2 separate regions of the Cricetulus griseus genome follow, and region 2 is linked to region 1. The links are chromatin contacts, called in public Hi-C maps. All regions are on one chromosome and are shown on one strand. Each heading gives the region's core, a stretch centred on a gene start, on an enhancer-like site or on the middle of the called end of the contact. The rest is flanking DNA. Distances are from core to core; before and after follow the strand shown. Region 1 overlaps LOC103160568 (a long non-coding RNA gene). Region 2 overlaps LOC103160568 (a long non-coding RNA gene).

What was found. Hi-C and Micro-C count contacts between places; a contact is called where the count stands out from the background.
Region 2: a Hi-C map of the CHO-K1 cell line shows a contact between it and region 1, with 4 times the contacts expected there. The contact joins two enhancer-like sites. A contact is called at or near these places in 2 of 8 Hi-C or Micro-C datasets (the CHO-K1 cell line and fibroblasts).

Annotation. Positions count from the first base shown.
Region 1 is chr2:87,386,082-87,388,594 of CriGri-PICRH-1.0, reverse strand. LOC103160568 (a long non-coding RNA gene) reads right to left here. Exons shown (of 10, transcript XR_004768252.1): 2 at 93-170. Among named protein-coding and RNA genes, the nearest start is that of Actl7b, 230 kb to the right of the region's middle. Within about 2 kb of position 1,259, at least 2 of the 6 cell types and tissues checked have open chromatin away from gene starts, as enhancers often do. A contact at or near this core is called in the CHO-K1 cell line and fibroblasts, where this site is marked.
Region 2 is chr2:87,479,611-87,482,123 of CriGri-PICRH-1.0, reverse strand. LOC103160568 (a long non-coding RNA gene) reads right to left here. Exons shown (of 10, transcript XR_004768252.1): 9 at 548-1,336; 10 at 1-427. Among named protein-coding and RNA genes, the nearest start is that of Actl7b, 330 kb to the right of the region's middle. Within about 2 kb of position 1,258, at least 3 of the 6 cell types and tissues checked have open chromatin away from gene starts, as enhancers often do. A contact at or near this core is called in the CHO-K1 cell line and fibroblasts, where this site is marked.

The sequences.
Region 1 (2,513 bases), core at 10-2,509:
TTTTGTCAGTAAAACCAACCCCATTTCTGCAAGGCCAAGCCTTCCTTGTGAACACTGTCAGAGCCTAGTGGGATTCTAAACAGTGCCCATACCTCTGAGATGAACAGGTGCCTGTCTCCAGAAGTGCTACATTCCTTGTTCACACTCCGTCTTCAGTCCTTGTGGGAGAGCTGAAAGAAAACCAAAAACAGTCATTAGGTTCTTCCCATTCTGCAGATTTTATAGGCTTCATCACTTGCCTTGGGTCAGAACTCAGTCTCCAAAATTAGTGGACAGACTCCTGCAAAATTAGTGCTCTCTGGCAGGTCCTGTGTCAATGTATAGCTCCAGGTCACATGCTGACTGCATGTCATACATGGAACCAGGAAAAGTTACTGCTCCATGTACAGCCTGAAAATAGGCGAGGGACTGGGAAAGAAGTAGTTACAAGAAGATGCAAAAACTGGAGGTCAACTGAGGCCTTAGGAGCGAACCAGATGTAAAGAAGATCAGGTTCAAATCCCAGCTCAGCCTTGCACTCCTGCTTTCCCATGCACTGCTCTTATCTCCTTCTAACATACTGTATACTTTATCCATTTGTTGTTTATACGTACTTTAAAGCACAAAGTTTATGAAGACAGATGTTTTTGAATGTTCAGGGATATACTTCTGAGCCTAAACAATTTCTGGCACATAACAAACAGGTGTTGCATAAACTGTACTGAGTGAATGAATTAATTACATATCCCAGGCTTTTGGTTACCCTCTTCGAGCCTCAGTTTTCTCATGTATGGTCTAAATGAGGCCTGCATGGACAGATGACAGAATAGGAATATGCCCAACTCAACCTAGACCATAATAATATGTGGCTGTTTTTATTATTCAATATTGGTGATTTGAGACTAAAGGAATCCTAATGAATGTTAACAATCTCAACTTGGGGATGTGGGGGAAGCCTGTCATGTTACATCCTCAAGAATAAGTAATAGAGTGTGCTATAAGAAAAGAAGAAAGAAGAACACAGACATGGCAAAGGGCTAGACAAAACTGCTTGCTGCTTTGACAAATAAACACACTCTGTTTTTGTTTATTGTCTATGCTCTCAACTGTGCCTGAGGACTGACTTCTGGGTCAGCTTTAGGGCCCTAATTTTAACTAACCAGAGGTAGGTGAATCTCCAAAGCCAGGGAAACATGAGCTCTCCCTTGTGGGCACTGTCACAGGCTCTGTGCTCTGAACAAATTCACAGGGATGGAGGTGTCTGCACAGTGACTACACCAAGTAAAACAAGAGGCTTTCCGCTCCATGACACACCTATGACTCAGTCTGCCCAGACAAAGCTGGAGATTAAGTTTCCTTGCCAAATCTGCAAGGAGAAACATGACACCTTTGCTGGCTAGGAGTGGAACACGCTTTATTAACCCAGCCTTAATTATATTCCATTTTGAGATTCAATAGTTTCGATTGCAACATTGCATGAAACCAGGGTGAGCTGCACCCCATGGGACTCTCATTGACAAATGAGACCAGAAAACTGCCTGAGAAACAGTGACCTGCTTATGGCAGCTGGTGAGGGAGGCAGTATGGAGCTAATGCCCAGCTCTGGAGGAGCCCCTGATTTGGCCACATCAGGGCATGGCTGAGTTGGCAGTTACCTGGGTCAGGGAAACTCATTGGAAAGGTCAAAAGTGAATGTGGCAGGATTTATATGATGCCTAAGACCAGGAACTGGGAATGCCATTGTCCCAACCCTGGATGAAGTTCTTTTCATCTCATTATCCTCTCGGTCGTCACTTCTACAAGAAGACAGAAAATGGCCATTGGCTTTAAGGTGCACAGATTAGAGCCAACACTGTACTAAGGAAGGAAATGAACCTTTCACTTTTATTTTGAGGTCAGTTTCTCCGAATATTTTGTCTGACTTTGTAGTTTCCAAATCAAGTCACTGAGAGCACTGTTTCCCCAATGGCTGCCATCAACAGAATTATCTTGATGACTTCCTAGTACTGACCACACTCTTCGTCGGGTAACATGCTTAGAGGTTTTTATGAATTACCTCATTGAAGCACCACAATAGTGTTATGAGGTGAGCATGTACTTTCATTTGTCAAGTTTCTTCATTTAGAAAAAGGGATACATGGGGTTCAACTCAAATCCACACAATACCCAAATAATTACCCTAACTGCCATCCTCTGCCTCCCCCAGCTGCAGCATGCTGAATCACACCTAGTCTTCCATGGCCCAGAAGTTTCAATAGATGGTAGCCTCAGTAATGTTTGTTAATTAATTAATTGAATAGATCATTTTAAAGAGCCTTAGATTGGGAACAAAAGGGTTAGTTGGATGTCAGCCCTGACAGCAATACTCCAACTGGAGTAGAGCCAAGACATCTTCCGGGGTGTTGGTCCTCCCATCTAAACAGAAAAATGGTTGGACTAGATGACCTCTGATCTGATTCAGGGTCTTGCCCCAAGTTCACCTCCCCAACTAGCGTCCAAAGCCAACATTAGGGATCCTCCTGCCTCCCTGCCTT
Region 2 (2,513 bases), core at 9-2,508, 94 kb before region 1:
TTCACAAATTTACTGAAGACTCAACCTCAGTTCCCCATATGGAAGAAACTTGCATGGAAGTGCTCTTCCCCACCGAGCCATGTCCCCAGCACCTCAAGGTTCTTAGAAGGGACAAGTGTGCTGATAAAAACAAATCCCCTCCAAGCCAAAGTAGAAAAGAAGTTTCATTATCTCCACTCAAAATGGCTTCTCCAAAAAGCTCACTGGAACTCAGAGTCAAATGCTGATCTTCCTCTGTGATGCTTCAAGAAACAAACACTTCTCTCTAGAGGATACTTCTTGGTGGTTATAGAAATCAGCAGAAAGCATTTAGGGTAAAAAAAAACTTGGATGAAGAGCTCATGTTTGCAATTCTTGACATTCACAGACTCAGTCCCTGGAGAGTTTGAGTCACTGCTAGTGTGAAGTGTCCTCCTTTCTCTCCTTCCTGTGGAGGGAGATGAGGCAGGAAGGGACAAGAGGTGGTTTGGTTTATTTCTTTTTATATATTGCCAACAAGTAAAGTAACATGGACATGAATTTTCCATTTCAAATCCCCAGAAATTACCTGTCATCTCTCACTCTTGCTCCTTCCTACAGAAGAGAATTAGCTTCCAGTTTGGGGAGATCTGTGTTGCTGGTGAAATTCTCTATTGGATCATGATTAATGAAGCCACTCATTAGTAATATTGACCACAGGGGACAGGGACTTGATATTGATGAGCCTGAAATGTATTTCATTCTTCCTGTGTAGCTGGAGCAAAACCATACCATAGTTCATTGACGCTGGACCAGACCTGAAAGGTTATTCTGTGTGACTTCATTGTATGACTGAGAAATTCTAAGAGGAAAGTCAGCTTATTTGTTAAAGATCAGGCAGTGACTAAGTGGCACAGTCACACTCCGAGCCTCCAGGGCCCTTCTCCTATACTCACTGCTGATTCAAGGCTACTAAGTTGAGGGTTGGGAAGGGGAACAATTCTGGAATTGGCATCTGCCTGGGGTGGGTGTGGGGTGGCTTTCTTCCAGGGACCCACCTGCTAGCACTCAGTCCCACCACCTGAGGGAGCTGTGGAGTCCATTCTTCCACCACCTAGCACAAGAGTCCATTCTTCCACCACCTAGCTCTGCCATGTGCTGGGGCAGCGAACCCCTGCTTGGCAACTAAGTGGTATGGGTCTGTGGCAAGGCAAGTAGCCAAAGAAACAAACTCCGCTGTGCCTTAACAAGAGCAGTGGCTGAACCGCCAGACAAAATGGGAAAAAATGATTTGTTGTAGAATTCTTGTTAGTCTAGTCAGATCTCATTCGCCTGTGAAACCGGATTTGTAGGCACATGTACTGGCCAATGAGTCAGCCTTAAAAAAAAAAAAAAAAAAAGTCATTCATAATTTATGTATAAACAAGAATAGCTTTTGTTTCAGAGAACTCCAGAGGGTTTCACAGCCCTGTCTCCCAGTCCCATTCCCGAGAAGCGGTTCCTGTCTCAAGGCGGTTCCTATAGGCCTATAAATACTTTGATGTTCAGACATCTGGAACTTATATTTGGTGTTGACTAATGAGTATTATTATTTTATTATGTATTTATATATGATCTAAAAGAAATTTGAGGTTAGATGCCACATAACTCTGTATACACACTGAACAATGACAAATTCTTTTTACCCATTACACTGATGATTTATTACAGGGCATAAGAAGTTCTGAGTCGTTCACTTGACATATAATTGTGCTTGGGAAGATAGTAATGGTGTAGAGGGAATGTAAAATTGCCCTTAACGTATATTGTTAAAATACTTTGAAAGTGAACAAAATGGACTCCAGAGGCACTATTTCACTCGAGATATATATATATATATATATATATATATATATATATATATATATATATATATATTCAAAGATAGCCAATATGGAAACAAACTGGAATTCCTTTGAATAAGTAAAGATGAGTCCCAGTCTTAGAAATCCATGTGGGCATGCTTGAAAGGGCAATAAACAATACATAATGGATCTGACTTCAAAGAGAGCCTATTGGAGAACCAGACTTATTTCAAAGCCCAATGTTCCATTCCTAGCTTGTCTTGATACCAGTAAGCCACAGGTAAATACGCTGAGATCAAAGGAAAGGTGGGTGTGAGGAGGGGTGTCATTGACATTACTTTCTCCTCAAAGCATTTCCCCCAAGGGACGCTGGAGACAGCACCTTGTAAGAGCCTCTGTTGTATATTCAGGAATTTATCTTAGAGGAAGGAGTGTCAGAGGTATTTCAGTCTGTTAAGAATTGCCTCTCAAAGCGTGGTACAGGAGGCACGCTGAAGGCAGCATATACTGGGGAAGGGACACAAAACTGCAGAGAGATAAATGGCTTCATTATGCCCCGCACCAATCCATGCTCGCTTGCCTTTCCTCTGGAGAGCAACATCCGTGTAAACTGGCTTGGCCCATCAGCAGGCTGCCTGGCCTTTTGTGGAAGAATGAGTCCTCTGTGTGCACAGGCAGAGAAGTTGCCAACAAAGGCCTCCACTGCAGTGG